Linked DNA regions of Sus scrofa: region 1 is linked to region 2. A link is a contact called in public HiChIP or PLAC-seq data. All regions are on one chromosome and are shown on one strand. The core of a region is the stretch at or near the end of the contact, and the rest is flanking DNA. Distances in the headings are between cores, read along the strand shown. Region 1 overlaps HECW1 (E3 ubiquitin-protein ligase HECW1). Region 2 holds the start of MRPL32 (39S ribosomal protein L32, mitochondrial).

Region 1 (6,798 bases), core at 169-2,668, 440 kb before region 2:
TGTTGTTCCTTTCAATCTTAAAATATTTATTTTAGCTCATGTTCTTTCCTTATTTTTAATTGTAGTAGAACACCTAACATGAAATTTACTTTCTAAGAAATTTTAAAGTGCATAGTACAGAATTGTTAACTATAGGCACAGCATTGTATGTGGCCCATCCCTAGAATTTATTCATCTTGTGTAAACTCTGTATTTAGTCTATGGCCATATCACCCTGAATGTACCCAATCTCATCCTAAAACTCTATACCCATTGAACAGAAACTCCCCATTTCCTCCTCCCCGCACCCCCGGCAACCACCATTCTACTTTGTATGAGCTCAACTACTTCGGATATCTCAGATCTATGGAACAATGCGGCATTTGTCCTTCTGTGCCTAGCTAATTTCACTTAACATAATGTCTTCCAGGTCAAACCGTGTGGTAGCATGTGTCAGAATGCCCTTCTTTTTTAAGGTTAAATAATATTCCATTGTATGTGTACACATTTTCTTTATCCATCCAACCATCAATAGACACTTAGGTTGCTTCCACATCTTTGCTATTTGAATAAAGAATGTGGGAGTGCAGATAGCTCTTTGTGCTTTCAATTTCATTTCTTGTGGATCAACACCCAGAGGGGGATTGCTAGATCCTAGGCTAGTTCTGTTTTCTGACATCTGCTTCCTCTTGGCTTGTTTTCTCTTCGTGGCTTCTTCTTGCTCAATAGAAGTATGTGCTCTTGCACCATTTTATGGATGATAAGCAGCTATCTTTCTTAAAAAAATTACATTTGGTTTACAACATTATGCCAATTTCTTCTGTGCAGCGAAGTGACCCCGTATATATATGCATGGCCCATACACGTATACAGACCCGCCCTTTCCCTTTATCATATTATCCTCCATCATTACCCCAAGAGACTGGATATAGCTCCCTCTGCTATATAGCAGGACCTCATTGCTTATCCATTCCAAGGGTACTGGTTTGCATCTACTACCCCCAAACTCCTCGTCCATCCTACTCCTTTCCCCCTCCCCCTTGGCAGCACAAGTTCTGTGTGTCTATGAGTCTGTTTCTCTGTTGCAGATGACAAGCAGCAATCTTAAAAGATACTCATTTCTGTTTCTGAAGAAAATTACAAGACAGGCTTTTGCTCAGATAAAGATTCTGCTTCCTTCATGTAGGTCTTCAGAGGCCCTTTTCATTTTGTCATTGTGTGTCTATTCCTTAGTAGAGGCCACCTCCATCTCACACCTGCCACAGATGGGGGTCCCGCCTGTCCCACCACCCACAGCCCCCCCATCTTGGATGATAAGCATCCTCCTTGGCCCAGACCTGAAGCCCCCCTGAGGCTCACAGGGCATCTCTACTGAAGTTGGGCAGAGGCTGTGTCCCTTCCTCAGATTTTCAAGACAGCAGATGAGTCAGATACCGTTTTGTCCTCCTTGTGGGGAGGACTGTGTCTTCAGACACCAAACAGCTCAGCCCCAGCCCTCCTCTTCCTCAAGAGTGCATACGCAAAGTGAAGGCTGTCGACTCTGAATGTGTAAAAACAAGAAGCAAACTGGCCAACTGAGGAACGAGAGGATGAGGTGGTGTTCTGGAACTTACTCCGCTTCTTTGCACAAACGCTATCACCACATCATTTTTTCACTGTCATTCTCCCAGCGGAGGCCACAACCAGTAAACAAGAAGGTCCTGGAGAACAGATTCCGGCTATGGCGGCTTTTCTCCTACACAAGTCACCCCCCTTCTTCCCCCCTGCAGTTCACCTGCAACTACAGACATCCACGTACTAATGGACTTGCATTCGTGGACACAATCTTTCCCCACACACTCTAGAGGGTCTGGCTTGTGAAGCATGCTAAAGGGTTTGTGGGGCAGGAATTTCTGGCTCCCCAGTGCACAGAGACACCCCATCAGCCCACTTTGGGGGACAGTGGCTTTGCGTGTTCACTGTCACAGAGGAAAGGAGCTGTGTGATGCAGTTTCCTATTGAGATGCACGTCTGCCGGCAACGCTCCTGATTCCTTTGCCACCATGAGAGGAAGGGATTGTCTCTACCAAAGGCTGTAACAGATGATGCAGGGACAAGTCTTTGGTAAATCATTTGGCTTGTCCTATAAATACACTGGTACTCCAGAGATGACTGATGGTAATTAAGAAAAAAGCATTCTCATTCTCACTTTAGCCAACTCATAGATGTTAAAACATCGCTGGGAAAGAGTATTGGTTAGGGACACACAAAATAAAAATGTAAGCCAGTAACATTGCATGGGCCCAATTCAGCCTGTCCCTGTTGGCCAGGCTCTTTTAATGAGAACTGAAGGCTTATTAGGGAAATCACAATGAATGATCTAATAATAGCACTCCTATTAAACTAATAATTTCATTCCCTGACAGCTAGCTGTCTAAGGAGGCAGGACACTAGAAAGGTCACTGAACAGAATCTGGCTTCAAGTTCCAAACCCAAACTAAAAAATATGTAGCCCATAGTTCCCAACTGGGTATGATACTGCAGTCCCCAACTCCCCTCCCCCGCCAAGGGAACTACAACAATGTCACAACTTGGTGGAGATGCTATGGGCAACCGTGGGCAGAAGCCAGGGATGCCTGGAAACATCCTCCACCTCAGGAGACAGAAACCCGGACGCAGACAGCATCCCTTCCTTCCTCCTGGCCATTGAGGGTCTCAGGCGCAGGCTTCTGTCTCCTCACCAACTCCCCCCCTCACTGCTCCCAGGTCTTCTCCTTCTGATGTAAGGCCCACACGGCAGTTAGGCTCACCTTTCCCTGCTGGTCCGTTTTGATCTCCCAGCCCCGGGGCAATTCCAGCCGCGTGTCCGCAAACATGTTGATGAAATTGACCAAGTCCCGGTTGTGCTGGTAGCGTTCGAAGTTGCGCGCATCCCGCCGGACCTTCAGGATCATGTGCTTTAAGCAGGTGCTACTGGTGAAGACTCGGTAGGCACTCTGAGACCCGGCAGGCCGATCGGGAAGGGCGTGGGGGTAGGAGAAACACAGACCAAGCACACCGTGAGCTCCTTAGCAGGAAGTGTGATGGCTGAATGGGTTTACTGCGGCGAGCCTTGAGGGGGTGCTCCAGAAGGAAACATCGGCCCTTCGAAAACACACATGGACCTACCTGCTGTCCCTGCAGCCTGGGACACTGCGGACCGTCCTGCATCTCAAAGCTCGCCTCCCCCTCCGGCCCCTCTTCCCCATTCCTCCCCCACCCTGGCCCGGCCTTCCCTTTCCCTCCTGCCTCAGCCAGGCTCTGCCCCCTTGAATCTCCTTCTACCTCTCTGAGCATCACTCCTCTCTCTCCTCCCCGTTCCTTCTCTGACTGCACAGGTCAGAGGAGGGCTGCCTTGGCCCTCTTATCTGTCTGTGTAATAGGAAGTATTCGCTAAGCTTCCCTGGGGATTTAAGGCTGGATGTTAGGTCTGTCACTCCCTTGAATCCTCTGTAAAAACTTTTGTGCATGGGGGGGCGGGGATAATAGATGTAGAAAGTTTCAAGAATTTCTAATTGTGCTTCCCGGGACTGGGGTGTGTGTGGTGGGAGGAAAGACTGCTTGCAGCCAGAGCAGCCTGGGACAGTGGTTCCTTCTGGTCCAGGGCCACCTGGTGCCCAATACCCAGGGCATCAATATCTGGCATCCTTGGTTCCCTTCATGATTCACCCTTGCACCACTGGGCAGCTGCTCTGGATGTGTGAGAGGCTCTCAAATAGCACCTGCTCAAAACTGGCCTCCTCCCTGCCACAGTCTGCCTCCCCTAATCAAACTACTGCTTAATGTGGATTCCACCACCTAACTCAGGGCTGGAAGAGAAAGGACTCAGGTGTTTCTCAGCCCTCACATTCCATCCCCTCTCCATCACGGTGGTACCAAGCACCACGGATTCCACGCAGAAATATCTCCTGAATGGAGTTATTTTCCCCCTGCTCCCAGCGCCTTCTCCGGGGCAGCCCTGGATCATCGCTCCCTTGGGCTGTTGAACCAGCCTCTAGTCTTAGCGCATCTCAGACCCCCTCCCGCAGTTCCTACAGGGAAAAGAATTCCTCAAACACTGATCACTTGCGACCTGAGGTCTGAGACTGCTGCTAGTTCCTGTCGCCTACTGAGGCAGATCCAGGCTTCCTTCCAGGAAGTACCAGATTTGCTGCTCCTCCTCCAAGCCCTCTTCCCACTTCTCCCCATCACCACACTACAGCCCCGATGGGTCACAGCCTAGCCGTTTCTGCCACCAAAGGAACATGTGCCCCGCCCACTTTTAACCTTCGGGACTCGATTCAGCCGTTGGGGGACCACTCCCTCAGTGTCCAGAGCATCACCTGTTTTCAGAACATCTCCTTCCTCCCTGAGGTCAGGCCCTGTCTTTTTGCATGTCGCTCACTCCACAAAATGGGGGGGGGGGGCTGCTGTAGTTCAGGTGTCACCTTAGTCTGTCTCTGTGACCCTAGCCCTTAGATCTGCGCCTGAAGCGCAGGAAACGTTTGTCCGGATTAAAAGTAATGATTATAGTCATATCCTGTCTCGGCTTTCTTGACAATATCAAAATAGAAGAAGAAATGAAAAAACTATGAATATAAAAATTCCATCAAATTTACCTTAAGCATGTTATTTGAAAAATGAATTATAGGAAAAGGAAACCCAGTTATTTGTCTATTTTAACATTTCTTTAATGAAAGTGCTTTTATAAAAGGATTCAGGCTGAAGGGAAGCTGTCAACTTCATAATTTTGTTCCTTGAAAACTGTAACAATAAGAAAAGAACACTTTCATTTGCAAATCACTTTCACAGACATCAATACATTCGAATCTAACAAAAACCCAGAGAAGCTACAGCATTTCCAAATCTCGCTTTTGTCCTTTTGGGGAAATTCACAGAGAGTGAAAAAGAGGGGACTGGCTCACTTTTTTCCCCTTTTCTTTCTTTTTTTCCCCTTGCCTGAGTTAAAATGCTATCCTCTTTAATCTACCAAACACCTTTGCAAAGTTGTGTTTTGAGTCTTGCCAGTAGCCAGGCCAGGCCCCCTCTGTGTGTGGGAATACTCACATAATTGGCATGCAGGACGGTGAAGAACTCAGGGTTGGTGATGAACTTGACCGCTGGGGACTGTAGCAGCAAGGTGATTTTTTGTGAGTTCACTGGAGAAAGTGACCCGTCTCTCCTTAGATCTGGAAAAAGTGAAGCAAAACAACTGAATGCATTGGAGAAAGACGGTTTCAAAGACAGCCCTTGTTTCTCCACACCAGCAGCCCACAAGTCTTGACCTACACAACCAGAGTGGGTTCTGACTTTGAATAGTGATCCGACCAGGTGTCCCAGTGATGGGGCCAGGTGTCCTGCTCCTTAAGAATCTTTATTTCCTAGGAATATTCCTGTGTACATCGAGTTAGGATCAAATGCTTGATCTTTTTTTTTATCCCAATGACTTTTTTTCTTATTTTCTTCGTAAGTTGCTAAGCATATGACAGGTTGTTTGCAGAAGGTACCACAATTCTTCCCCTGCCTGCATCCCCATCAGTGTGGGACTTTGCGGCTTCTCTCCATGTTGAATAGAGTTGGTCTTGTGCCTCACTTTAACCAACAGGATTTGCCAGAGTTTTGAGAGAGCTGTGGGTCCCCACTCCCACCCTCACTATGAGAACTTGGGTTAGCCTGTTCCAGATAAGAAGCCGTGGCGAACAAGGCAAACCACCCTCACTGAGCCCATTGCAGTCCAGCCAGCCGGCATCCGATTCCACACCTGGCCAAGGATGCATGTGTGAGTCCAGAGGCCTGAGGAACCACCCAGCAGAACTCAGCTCAAACCGTCCCCTCTGCACAACTACGGGATAAATGCATGGCTGTGAGTTTAAGCCACTAAGCTTTGGGATAGATAGTCTGTTATACAGCAAATGCCAACGGATCCAATACCAAACCCAGAAGGAAAATTTATGTTCCCTCTCCCTCACATTTCTAATTACTCTACCGCTTTACCACACCTCTCTCTGAAGTTAAACAAAGAAATTAACAGTAGGAAAAAATGAGAGTTCCTGTCATGGCTTAGAGGAAATGAATCTGACTAGTATCCATGAGGACACAGGTTTGATTCCTGGCCTCACTCAGTGGGTTAAAGATCCGGCACTGAGGTGAGCTGTGGTGTATGTTGCAGATGTGGCTCGGATCCAGTGTTGCTGTGGCTGTGGTGTAGGCCGGCAGGCACAGCTCTGATTCGTCCCCCTAGCCTGGGAATCTTCATATGCCACAGGTGAGGCCCTAAAAAGACAAAGGAAACACAAAAGGGACAAAAACGAAACCTGTCAGTTTGGTTAGTATATCTGGTAAAATGAATAGAATGGAGGCAATTAAACTTGTTGGTGGAACTGTGTATGTGCATTTAAAAGAGGAGTTCCCTGGTGGCTCAGCGAGTTCATGATCTGGTGTTGACACTGCTATGGTGTGGGTTTGATCCCTGGCCTGGGAACTTCTGCATGCCATGGGTGCAGCGAAAAAAAAAAAAAAAAAAAAAAAAAGGCATGAAAATGTCCCTTATTCCGCTTTTGCATAGAAGGCTGAGACCTGGCAGGATGGGGCAGGAAGCACATGACTGTTTGGTCAGATTGTATAGCTGTCAATCTGCCATTATTTACTCAATTTAAAAAGACATTGGATTAATCAGATGACACGGTGATAATCTGATGCCATTACAGGTATAGAAATTAGAAGTCAGTCTCTTTGTAGGAAACAAACTTATGGTTACCAAAGGAGAAGGGGGGAGGGATAAATGAGGAGTTTGGGATTAACAGATGTACGCTACTATATAGA
Region 2 (6,812 bases), core at 2,640-5,139:
GTATGAAGTATAGTTGGTATACGGTGTCATTTTTCTTCCTATAAATGAACACTGATTATTCCTTAATGTAAAACACCCCATAAATTATAATTTGAGGGTATTTTAATGGGTTTTTCTATGTCTATCCAACTTTAGTAAGACAATTCTAACCTCTAAAGAGGTTCTTTTCAATGTGTTCCAAAGGTAGATTTGAAATATAAAGAAAAATAGTTAACAGCAGCATCAAAGAAACTCTAAACACCTGCTAAGACTAATAAACATGTATGGGGTAGATGACAAAAGAATCTCATTTTTCTGAGAAACAAAAAAACCTGTAAATTACCCACCCACCCCCAGCTTCTCACTCTGCTCTGGTACCTAGAAAACTGGATTGCACTTCCCACTCGAGGTATGGAAAAGATACCCAGTCAGTTGGTGCCCTTTTCCTAACAAAGAGCTCAGCATAATATTCTGTATGAAGCAGAAAACAAGCCCGTAAGAAAATGAATCCGCAGAACAGGAGCTCCTCTTTTCCCTCAGATAAAACCAAGTCAGGGAAACCATGGGATAGAGCTCATTCCTAAAATCTTACATGCCCTCAACCAAATGATACGGGTTACTGCTACCTTAATTAATGGAGTATTTTTCAGTTACACATTTTAGGTCTGGTCCCAACCATGGCTCAGTGATACTTTTGGGCTGAGCGCTGCGCCTGCTATACTGACTGAGTAGGCTTGTGAAAGTCAATGCTCTGCTCCTGAGTTCCATCTGCACCGCCCTGCTGCTGGGGAGAATGCCCTGGAGTAAACAGGAACTCAAATTGCGGCTGTAAAAGCCATAAATTAGCAGATGAAAGGTAGCAAACATTATGATTTCTGTTACTAGATCAATGAAGAAAGTGTACCCACTGGAGATGAGGAGGAGAAGGAGCACTGAGATCAAGAACTGCCCGAGGACAGGAACACACGCACACAGTTTCAAGAGGGGATGTGAGCCCAAAAGGGAGACTGCCGGGGATCAGCTTCTGGCTCCCCCACGTAAGTTTGTGACCAAAGGCAAATTCCCTTTGCCTGAGTTTCTTTATCTTAGAACTGAGCAAAACAGTATTTACTCTGGAGGGTTGGTGTGAGGCTATGATAAGATAGTTCACAAAAAGTGCTCAGATACATCTTAGGCGCTAATAGATATTAGCTATGTTTATTACTTACCTGAGGATTTTCCTTCATGGTAATTTACTGGATACAGTGAAGAATAGAATAAATCTGTTAGGGCTAGTAAAACCCAATATCCCATAGATCTTGGGATTTTAACTTTAGACTCTGCATAGTTAAAAATGTTTATTCAGGAGTTCCTGTTGTGGCACAGCAGAAACCAATCCAACTAGGAACCATGAGGTTTCAGGTTCGATCCCTGGCCTTGCTCAGTGGGTTAAGGATCTGGCGTTGCTGTGAGCTGTGGTGTAGGTCGCAGATGCAGCTCGGATCCGGTGTCGCTGTGGCTATGGTGTAGGCTGGCGGCTACAGCTCCCATTAGACCCCTATCCTGGGAACCTCCATATGCCGTGGGTACGGCCCTCAAAAAGCCAAGGACAAAAAAAAAAAGGTTTATTCATACGTGGTTCAAAGGCACACAGCTCAGGACTGGCATAACTCACAAGACAAACGTCAAGTAGACTCTTTACAACCCATTCCTATCCAGACTCCAAACTTTCTCTTTGACTGTGTTGCTAGTATTTAGGCTACAGGACAGTGGGCACACATAATAAGAATATTGTATTTAATTTAGGTCAGAGAACAGGAGACATATAAGATCCAAAAATAATTTACTCATAGGCTATCTGGATAAACTGAGAGAAAATGCAGTGTAGAGGAGAAACAGCACATCAACAAAAATCATCGTGTTACCTTAACTTTAATAAGCTTCTGAGGGTTTCTTCTTCTACACCGGTTAACTTCAATGCTACGTCTGTTTTTGGGAGCTGCCATCCAAAAGACACTATCCAAAAGGCTGGAAATCGCCTTGCTTCCGTTGGTATCATTTGCTGGTTCTGTACATATAGCTGGACCTTGGACTGCCAATGCTGGTCCTACAAAATAAAACATGGAGATACAGAATCAGTTTCTAGTTTCTAAATGACTATTTACAGATATCACTCTCCTTAACAATCAACAGTGATATATCAACAGGCACATACATAGATAAAATATTACAGTCAACAGACATTTAACAGGAAACCTTAGCAGCCATTACAATATACTAAAGCTCATACATGAAGTCATTTTAAAGAACACAGAATTTTTCTTAGCAGCACCTGCTTAAATCAATCAGTGAAATTTTACCAAAAGTTTCTCGTCTTGTAATACAGAACTCAGGGGGTGAGTAGTAAACATGAAAAAAGTCTGAGAGGCACCCAACACAAGACCGAAAAAAAAATTTACTCAGTTGTCCACATTCTACTTGGTGGGCAGTACCTAGTTACTTTGCAAGGACATCTATGCTTTCCACTGGCCCTGAGATAAATGTTGACTGGTCCTTTATTAGATTCAAACTGCGTTAGCGCCTCTGTCCTGGCAGACACTTTAAGTCACTTAGCTCTTCATGATATTTAATCTTGATCCATGTCAATTCTCCAAGGAAAAGAACTAGCTCCTCATTCTTTGTAAGATATTAATTATTTAGGTGATCCCCAACGTTTCACTCTTGTTTTTCTAAATTGTTTATAAAACCAAAGAGATTCCTTCACCCTCTCCTGGCTAAATTCTTCAGACCTAAAATACTTCTTGATCTTAGAAACTTTTAAAAGTATACAAAGATGTCTAACACTTAACAACTGGTATTCCTTTTCAGTTTATCTAAAAGTATTGCTAAGCCCAGACAAGTGGTTAAGAGCACAGGCTCTGGACGGCCTGTGTCACTTTGGTTCCCTTCTGAGCCTACATCTGTAGAAAAGTGCAGACACCTAATGGGACAGTTGTGGAGATTTATCCCAGGAAGCACATATAAATTTTGACATACTACCTGGGTATTATCACTTCCATGTTCTGGATACCTTCAAAATCGAGGAGAATGTAAATGTGGAATCAATGACATCCAAGATGCTTCCATTTAAAAGTAGTTTCTGTTGGGAGTTCCCGTCTTGGGGCTGCAGACATGAATCCGACTAATATCCATGAGGATGTGGGTTCAATCCCTGGCCTCGCTCAGTGGGTCAAAATCCAGCACTGCAGTGAGCTGTGGTGTAGGTCCCAGATGCGGCTGGGATCCAGCATTGCTGTGGCTGTGGCGCAGGCCCGAAGCGGTAGCTCCGATTTGACCCCTAGCCTGGGAACTTCCGTACGCCTGGGGCTGAGGCCCTAAAAAGCAAAACTTAGTTGCCATGGGAAACAGAGGATCAGGATTCAACTGCACAGAGCTCAAACACCGGAAGGCAAATTGCTTTAGGAAGTGGAACGAAAGGAAAGACAAGAGGATCGAAACAGCAGCTCGGCGTGGTGCCAAGCTAATGCCCTTCAGCCCCTAGGCACGAATGGGACAAGTGCAGGGCCTTTTTCCTTTTTTGCAGGGGACTGGGGAGCAAAAATTGCTGTCTCTTGCTTCTAAGTAAATGAAGGTCCAGGACAATGTCCTCTACGCTCTGCGGGAGATCAGACCGCGGGAGGAGGGCAGAGCAGGAGCGGGGTCCACAACCATGCCTGGGGTCCCCGGGCCCAAACCGCTCTCCACGGAGGTTTTCTTTACCTACCCCAAGGATGAAGGGGAAGGCCTAGCCGGTTGTGCTGAAGCTTCCGTTGCAGTTGTTCCCACCAATTCCGGAGAAGTCCCCGGGCTGCGGGCCACGGCGGAACCACCAGCACCAGCATGGCGGACGCCATGTTGCTCGCCCAAAAACCACGCCCATCGGGCCGGGGGCCCACCCCTACCTCGAGCATGCGCACAGATCAGAGTCGGCCAACGTCTCGTTTAGAACTACAATGCCCAGCATGCCTCTGGAGCGGCTCTGATTCTTCTCCAATCAGAGAGAGAGAAAGGAAGGCGCGGGGAGGGGAAATGAGAAGAAACGGGCTTCAGTGCGCATGTGTGCGGCTGTGCCTTGGATCTTCGGGTAAAGATGGCGGAGCGTGGTTACAGCTTTTCGCTGACTACATTCAGGTAGGGAAGGGGTCTCCGAGGTCCTCCATGTAGCTGAGGTTGCAGGAGCTCAGCCGACCCGGTTTTTCCCATCCTGGTCTCTGGCCTGGTGCTTTCAGAAGGCCCAGGAGGGCTTGGGGGTGGAAATGCGACTTTGCAAAGTCATTTGCGGGGCCCTCCCGCGGCCTGGGGAGCATTGGTGTCGGGGGGCTGTGGGGACGCGAGTCCGGGGATCCCGGGCGACCTTGGCGCTGCGGGAGGTGGAGGCCCTCACCGAGGTGTTTTCTTTGGCTTTGGGCACTAGAAAAGGCAGCTTTGGGTTCGCTGTCTCTGAGTGTCCCGTTCAGAACTCACAGTTTTGGTTTTTTTTACCCAAGTAGGCCTGATTTCGGGAGCTTCCGGAGCGCGGAATCTTGGTCAAATCTATGGGGTTCCTTTTCTCGGAAAGGCCAACTTTCCAGTTTGGTCCGAGTCTTAGACTGCATTTGGCATTAATGTCTTTCGAAAGCTCTTCCCGCTTTCGGTTTCCTTGGTGCTCCCACCGGAAGTTTAAGGACTGAAAATGAAAGCGGTAATCTTTCTGCCCCCTGGTTTGAGGACTCCAAACTCCTCGGCTGCATTTGCGCTTTTTGGCTGTTGTATTGGGAGGGGGATTTTTTGTTTGTTTGTAGAAAGGTTGTAGGCCTTTTTTAGAGTAAATATATAAGTATATTTTTCAAAATAAATTTGAAATGAATTGTCATCATTTCCAGTGTAAGAAAATCATCATTGAAAGATTTAATAATCGAGCGGGGGAATGGTTCAGTTTGATCATTTTCCTATAGATCAGTGATGCCTCGTTTAACATATATTCTTATTTTGACTGCTGAAAGCAGGCGAGGTCTAACTTGTTGAGTACTTTATGTGGGTGCAGCTTACTGCATCTCTTTCTGCCTCCATGTGTGGTAAATGTTATCGCAGCGCTTTACAGATGAGCTAATTACCACCGCTCAGACCAATTAAATAACTCGTCCAGTGGTCATAGATGAATAGCTGAGTTAACGTTCCAGCCGAGTTTTTTTCTGACGACAAAATTAATACTTTACATTATTGTATGATGTCTTCTTAAAATACTGAAACACCTTCTTTTTAATAAAAGATCTTATCATATACAGAGATAGAAAACAGTATTTGCCAAGTAGTCACTGTTCATATTCATGAGCAGAACAAACCTGGACTTTTATCTGTAACGAAGAGTGATCCTAGGGGAGCTGAAACATAAAACAGCCGTTCGTTATCAGGGGCTGAATCTTTCTATGATAAGTTTCTTTATTAAAATACACTCTTGTTCTTTAACATGACGGTGCAGTTCTGTTTTAGTTAAAACATTTGTTTCTAGCCGGTTGTAATACCGTATTAGACTATTAATGATGGAAGTGACCAGAGACTGAACTATAGGCTGCAGGGGTGTTTTTGAAGATTACATTGAGTTGGGGATATTGATAATAAGCGAGTAAACAAATTGGTACCTACTAATGCACTCTGAAGAATGTTTTTTCCCGACTTAGGAATTTTTATCAAGAGAAGCAGAAAGAAGAAACATAACTTTAGATTGGATAGTCTGGGAAGGCCAGTGTTGGGGCTGATTTTGGGCACTGGAAGATGAAAGGGAGCCAACTATTTGAAGATTTAGGGGTAGAGTGAATTGTAGACAGAGGGAAAAAGCATGTATGAAAGTGCTGAGCTTGAACTCTTAAATTCATATAAGGCCAGTGAGTTAAGAGTGAGCAGGGAGGCAGCATGGGGCAGGGGCCATCTTCCAGGGCCCTGTAGGAGTTTTTATTGTAAGTGAACCAAGAAATTATTACAGGATTTAAGTGGAGAGAGAGGGGGTGACACAGTACAAAGATAACTGGCTAGGGGTATGGAAGTAAGAGTAGAAAAGAGGAAAACTAGTTAGAAGGCTTCTTCAGTTATCCCTGTGCTTTGGAGCCGAATACTGGCCTGATTGAATACAAAGTTGGTTGAGTAGCTCAGTGAGTGTGTATGTGTGATTACGGCAACAGAAGAAAAGGTAACTTTAAATTTACCTAATCTTTTAAAATGTCCCCAGAAGTATTTAAATTCGGTATTGAAGAATAACTGAAAGCTGGATGGGCCCAGAAGGTCATGATATGATTATTAAAATAATGACCATTAAAGGGGAAACAAGAACAGTTTAATTTTAAAGATTTAAATGTTTATCAGTGTTATTCTGCTCAGGTCACCTAATTTTGTCCTTTAATAGTTTTTAAACTGCTGGCCCTAGGCTTATTCCCTAAAGAGGTCTAGATGAGTGTCTGTCTGTTAGTCAAATGATTGTGGACTCCGGGTCCTAGGTTATGTGCTGAAGAACTGACTGAACCGAGCTTATGCTTTATAAGTAGTGCAAAAATAATTGAAGGATGATGAATCTTAGCCAGAGAGGAAGCATGAGACATTACAGGTCTGAGTGCATGGGATTCAGCCTGATCTGAGTGGTTAGGGCAGCTTCCCTGAGGACGGGCGTTTCTAAGGATGGCCAGAAAGAGTCCACCAGATAATGATGAAGTGCACTGCAGACAGTGGGATTAGCTTGTCCAAGAGTTTTTTTATTTCTAAGAGTAGTTGTGTATCTGGAGCAAGGTGGGATGGTGTGAGTTGAGTGACAGAGTATCTATAATTTTATGAAGATGAAACAGATGACC

The links. HiChIP or PLAC-seq counts read pairs in DNA pulled down with a chosen protein or histone mark.
Region 1: a contact with region 2 is called in an H3K27ac HiChIP or PLAC-seq map of alveolar macrophages. The contact joins the enhancer-like site here to the promoter of MRPL32 in region 2. A contact is called at or near these places in 1 of 5 promoter capture datasets (fetal skeletal muscle), 1 of 47 Hi-C or Micro-C datasets (undifferentiated spermatogonia) and 1 of 2 datasets of contacts at active chromatin or transcription factors (alveolar macrophages).

Annotation. Positions count from the first base shown.
Region 1 is chr18:51,468,988-51,475,785 of Sscrofa11.1, forward strand. HECW1 (E3 ubiquitin-protein ligase HECW1) reads right to left here. Exons shown (of 28, transcript XM_021079149.1): 13 at 5,044-5,165; 14 at 2,769-2,954. Among named protein-coding and RNA genes, the nearest start is that of STK17A, 110 kb to the left of the region's middle. Within about 2 kb of position 1,419, at least 6 of the 83 cell types and tissues checked have an H3K27ac peak or open chromatin away from gene starts, as enhancers often do. A contact at or near this core is called in alveolar macrophages, where this site is marked.
Region 2 is chr18:51,905,402-51,912,213 of Sscrofa11.1, forward strand. It overlaps MRPL32 (39S ribosomal protein L32, mitochondrial), which reads right to left and starts at 3,890. Exons shown (of 3, transcript XM_021079164.1): 1 at 3,722-3,890; 2 at 1,884-2,065. The coding sequence starts at 3,851. It overlaps PSMA2 (proteasome subunit alpha type-2), which reads left to right and starts at 3,998. Exons shown (of 8, transcript XM_003360207.5): 1 at 3,998-4,128. The coding sequence starts at 4,088.